Regions from separate parts of the Mus musculus genome. Here region 2 is linked to region 1. A link is a contact called in public promoter capture Hi-C data. All regions are on one chromosome and are shown on one strand. Each heading gives the region's core, a stretch centred on a gene start, on an enhancer-like site or on the middle of the called end of the contact. The rest is flanking DNA. Distances are from core to core; before and after follow the strand shown.

Region 1 (2,700 bases), core at 123-2,622:
CTTATAAAGCAACTAGTTAGTTCAAAGGCTGTAATCAGGAAGTACTAAAAAAACTTCTTAATATCATACACAATAGTGTTACTCTCTCTTTAGTGTTATTCCATATCTTTCTGAGGATAAGCGAATATAACATCTTAAAATAATAGTCTATTTTTTTGAGGCAGGGTCTAAGTACCCTGTCTAATTTAAGATAATTCTCTTGCCCCAAGCCTCCCATTTGCTGGATGTATGCCATGTGCCACCACACCTAGATTGAAGGTAACAGTCGACACACACCTGTACACTGACACACACACTCGCAGCTATCACTTCTCCACTCCCTTCACTACTTTTGTTATCTTCTAACTAACTGAACTTCTGTAAATAAATCTAATGTTACATTCTCTGTGAAAGAAAAGAAACCAAGTGCTTCGTTTTCTGCTAGAAGCAATCCGTTTTTTTCAACACCTTAAGTATTCAATATATATATTCACTAGCACATTATGACATCATTGGCTTCCAGTGTTTGTTTAGGCTAAACAAACCTATTCTATTTTGCTCCTTTGCCTTCAACACAAAGCAAACGCTCGGTTCAGACGGTAGGGTGAAGAGTCATTTAAGAAGCTGGCTCCATTTGCACTATCTGTTTGACAAATTACATTTTTACTTACTGCAAGCGATTTGGAGGGCTAACCTAACCAAAAGAATAGCTCTGGGCCGGATCAAATCTGAAATGGCACAAAGAGAAGGGGGCGGGGCCGGTCGCTAACCCCAAACTACAGATTCCAAGGCTCGCAAGAGATAAACAAAGGAAGCCGAGCGGAGCTTACAAGTGCGTCAGTCTACTTGAGCATTCGTGTGGAAACCCACAGCTCGTAACGTGCCGGCGTCCAAACACCGAGTTTTCCTCAAGAGCTCCTTTATGGGTAGACACCCAGCAGGTTGGTGGAGACTGACAGGGAACACAAGGCTCGCCCGTCATTCTTCCGCTAAACCCGAACCCCCGCGGCTCGTCGCGCAGTCCCCGGAGGCACACCGCGAGGAAGGCCGCGGGGCGCCGAGAAGGCGCGGGCCGGTCCTCACCTGGCAGCCCTTCTTGTGGTGAAAGCCGACCACCACGATGTGCAGGACAGGCCCGCAGGGGGCGCCGTCACTCTCACGCCCAGACTTCTCCATGGACGCTCGCCGGAGGCCCCCGCCGCGACTCCAAACGCCGAGGCCCGGCCGCACGACCCAGAGCGGCAGCCTTCGGATGTCAGCCTGAGCGCCGCATACGCGCTGCGCCACGAGCTCCGGGGCCGCCGACCAGCTCCCTCACCTCCGCGGAGCCCCACCGGGCCTCCACCTCTCTGCTTCATCCGCTTCCGCAGCTTCCGGGCTGTCACCTGACGCTACAGCCGCCTCCGGCAGCGCGGGGCGGTACCCTGAGGCCCCTGTCCCGGCTGGGTCTGAGGCGGCATGGGCGGAGCCTGATCAGGGGGCGGGTCTAAAGGAAAAGGAGGCGGAGAGGGGAGGGGCTGTATAACAGGAGAGGCGGGGCCTGCTCGAGAGCTGGCCTGAAGGAAGAGGACCCCCAGCTGAAGGCGCGGCCTACACGACCGGTGGGGCGGGGCGGAGCTGGACGGGGCGGGGCAGGGCAAGGTAGGGCAGACAGACACAGACCCTGTGCAGTGGTGAAGTGGTGTGCACAGGGGGTTGATTTGGCTGACTCTTAAACCTGCTCCTTTCTCCCTACGATCTTTGTCAAATCACTTCCTTCTAAAATCTATTTTTCCTTCATGAAATATCGTTACTCCTCCTTTTTACCAGTTTTACTTATTTATAAACGTATTTCCTCTTCACTCTTTAAATCTTCCGTGGGATCTCTCAGTCTTGATTTTTAAATGTTTAGCAAGAAGACATATTCATGAGGTTTGGTATCTCATGTATTCAACGTTGAAGTTAAGTTTCTTGCTTACTCAAAATTTTTTTTACTTTCACTCTAGAATTTTTTTTTTTTTTTTTTTTTTTTTTTGGTTTTTTGAGACAGGGTTTCTCTTGTAGCCCTGGCTGTCCTGGAACTCACTCTGTAGACCAGGCTAGCCTCGAACTCAGAAATCCGCCTGCCTCTGCCTCCCGAGTGCTGGGATTAAAGGCGTGCGCCACCACGCCCGGCTAGATTTTTTTTTCATTTAATTTTTATACGTACAGTTTCTTTTATGCAAGTGTGTAATGCCACAACTTGAGGGGCTGAAGTAAGAGGTTTGCAAATTTCAAGCCAACTGTGGGTTACATAGTGTTAGAAATGTGCTCACAGGGCTGGAGAGATGGCTCAGCGGTTAAGAATACCGACTGCTCTTCCAGAGGTCCTGAGTTAAATTCCCACCAGCCAACCACATGGTATGTAATGGATCATCTGTAATGGGATCTGATGCTCTCTTCTGGTGTGTCTGAAGACAGCTACAGAGGACTCATATAAATAAAATAAATCGAGAGAGAGAGAGAAATGTGTTCACAAAGTAAAATGACCCCGTAAAGCTTTATAACTTTAAAATTAGTCGAGGCTTGGAAGTACACACCTTTAACCTAAGTACTCCAGAGGCAGGCAGATGTCTGAGTTTGAGGCCAGCCTAGCCTACAGAGCAAGTTCCAGGACAGCCAGGGCTACACAGAATCCCTGTCTCGAAAAATGACGACAACAACAAGGACAATAAATGATGATGATGATGATGATGATGATGA
Region 2 (2,750 bases), core at 196-2,695, 65 kb before region 1:
GCCTAAATTCATTCGTGTTTAATAGACTTACCATAGACAGATTTAGATTCTTTTGGAAGATTTATTATTTGTAATGGTTGTGGAATTATATTGAGCTATTAAGCAGTTAAGTAAAATTGATGATTAATGCATTTTAGTATGATTATCTTTTCTAGTCTGTATTTCTCAGATTTCCCTTTCTGATTTTAATGGGAATGTGGGTATTTTCCCATCTTTTTCCTGTTTCGGAATAATACTTAGTACTTTGGAAACTTGTTTCAGCTGGGCATGGTAGCACCAGGCCGTAATCTCAGCAGTTGAGAGGTGGAAGTGAGCCGGGCATAGTGGCGCATGCCTTTGATCCCAGCACTTGGGAAGCAGAGGCAGGCGGATTTCTGAGTTCAAGGACAGCCAGGGCTACACAGAGAAACCCTGTTTCGAAAAGAGAAGAGAAAAGGAGGGAGGGTGGGAGGTGGAAGTGAGTGAAGGATTGGAGTTTAAGGTCAGCCTCAGCTACTGTAACGAGAACCTGTATACAAAAACAATCAGGAACCAGCCGTAGAAAGGCAGTTAAAAAATTTAAACAGCTCCTTAAATCTGAGATTACCAGTGTGTGCCACTCATCCAGCCTAAATAGAACAGGTAAAATAGGCCATTGGGCAAGAGTAAGAAATAGAAAACTGTATAGCCTAGAAGTCTAATTTTGTTATTGCAAGAACTTGTCTCTTACCCCAAACGTATAAAACTTGACAGTACAGGAGCATCTGCTATGGGAAACCTGTGGTATCGTAGATAAAAGTAAACTGGAGGCTGGGAGTATGGATCGCAGTGCAGGGTCCTGAGTTCAAAATCTCAGCATCTTTTTACCTTTTTTTTTCTACGTGTCATCTTTTTTTAGGTAGAAGATGTGTTACAGCGTTGCCGAGAATATTTAATTAAAAAAATTAATGCAGAGAACTGTGTGCGGCTGCTGAGTTTTGCTGACCTCTTCAGTTGTGAAGAATTAAAGCAGAGTGCAAAGAGGATGGTGGAGCACAAGTTCACGGCTGTGTACCGCCAGGAAGCCTTCATGCAGCTGTCCCACGACCTCCTCATAGACATCCTCAGCAGCGACAACTTAAATGTAGAAAAGGAGGAAACCGTGCGAGAGGCTGCCATGCTCTGGCTAGAGTACAACACAGAGTCACGATCCCAGTATTTGTCTTCAGTTCTTAGCCAGATCAGAATTGATGCTCTTTCAGAAGTCACACAAAGAGCTTGGTTTCAAGGTCTCCCACCCAACGATAAGTCTGTTGTGGTTCAGGGTCTTTATAAGTCTATGCCCAAGTTCTTCAAACCCAGACTTGGGATGACTAAGGAGGAAATGATGATTTTCATTGAAGCATCCTCAGAAAACCCTTGTAGTCTTTACTCTTCTGTCTGTTATAGCCCCCAGGCAGAAAAAGTTTACAAGTTATGCAGCCCACCCGCTGATTTGCATAAGGTTGGGACAGTTGTAACTCCGGATAATGATATTTACATAGCAGGGGGCCAAGTGCCCTTGAAAAACACAAAAACAAATCACAGTAAAACAAGTAAACTGCAGACTGCCTTCCGAACTGTGAATTGCTTTTACTGGTTTGATGCACAACAAAATACCTGGTTTCCAAAGACACCAATGCTTTTTGTCCGTGTGAAGCCATCTTTGGTTTGCTGTGAAGGCTATATCTATGCAATCGGAGGAGATAGTGTTGGTGGAGAACTTAACCGGAGGACTGTAGAAAGATACGACACTGAGAAGGATGAGTGGACAATGGTGAGCCCTTTGCCTTGTGCATGGCAGTGGAGTGCAGCAGTTGTAGTTCACGACTGCATCTATGTGATGACATTAAACCTCATGTACTGTTACTTTCCAAGATCTGACTCATGGGTAGAAATGGCCATGAGGCAGACTAGCAGATCTTTTGCTTCAGCTGCAGCTTTTGGTGATAAAATTTTCTATATTGGAGGGTTGCATATTGCTACCAATTCTGGCATAAGACTCCCCTCTGGCACTGTAGATGGGTCTTCAGTAACTGTGGAAATTTATGATGTGAATAAAAATGAATGGAAGATGGCTGCCAACATCCCTGCTAAAAGGTATTCTGATCCCTGTGTTAGAGCTGTTGTGATCTCAAATTCTCTTTGTGTGTTTATGCGAGAAACCCACTTAAATGAACGAGCTAAGTATGTCACCTACCAGTATGATTTGGAACTTGACCGGTGGTCTCTGCGGCAGCATATATCTGAACGTGTACTGTGGGACCTAGGGAGAGATTTTCGGTGCACTGTGGGGAAACTTTATCCATCCTGTCTTGAAGAATCTCCATGGAAGCCACCAACTTACCTTTTTTCACCAGATGGAACAGAGGAGTTTGAACTGGATGGGGAAATGGTTGCACTTCCGCCTGTATAGGGGACTTGAGGGAGTGCCACGTGCTGAACTTGTGATATCCTTTGCTAAACCAGAGGATAAAAAAGGAGAGTATGAGTACATAAAAATCTATCTTTGATACATTTTATTTTTATGCCCTACTTAATATTTGCATCAGTATAATATATATCAGTGTGTCATACAGAAAGATATGCTTCTGTAATATGAAATAGGTTATTTGATAACTGAGAAACTTTAAATGTATCATGTGAGCATAAGAGTCTGGATTATCTAACATTGTTAGCCCTGTGTATGTACAGTCCAGAACTTCACTTTTTTTAGAAAATTTTTTTGTTTGTTTATCTTGTTTTTGGTTTTT

What was found. Promoter capture Hi-C pulls out the DNA fragments that hold promoters and counts their contacts.
Region 2: a promoter capture Hi-C map of embryonic stem cells shows a contact between it and region 1, with 2.7 times the contacts expected there. The contact joins the enhancer-like site here to the promoter of Avl9 in region 1. A contact is called at or near these places in 17 of 39 promoter capture datasets (the 3T3-L1 cell line, the C10 cell line, the HPC-7 cell line and 14 more), 49 of 484 Hi-C or Micro-C datasets (the 3T3-L1 cell line, 3T3-L1-derived adipocytes, the AML12 cell line and 37 more), 11 of 115 datasets of contacts at active chromatin or transcription factors (the 230-238 cell line, CD8 T cells, the SCID.adh cell line and 4 more) and 4 of 9 other capture datasets (adipose tissue, embryonic stem cells, liver and 1 more).

Annotation. Positions count from the first base shown.
Region 1 is chr6:56,713,577-56,716,276 of GRCm38.p6, reverse strand. Avl9 (AVL9 cell migration associated) reads right to left here and starts at 1,372. Exons shown (of 16, transcript NM_030235.1): 1 at 1,063-1,372. The coding sequence starts at 1,155.
Region 2 is chr6:56,778,541-56,781,290 of GRCm38.p6, reverse strand. It overlaps Kbtbd2 (kelch repeat and BTB (POZ) domain containing 2), which reads left to right. Exons shown (of 4, transcript NM_001362210.1): 4 at 878-2,750. The coding sequence ends at 2,413. Among named protein-coding and RNA genes, the nearest start is that of Gm10209, 15 kb to the left of the region's middle. Within about 2 kb of position 1,445, at least 5 of the 459 cell types and tissues checked have an H3K27ac peak or open chromatin away from gene starts, as enhancers often do. A contact at or near this core is called in embryonic stem cells, where this site is marked.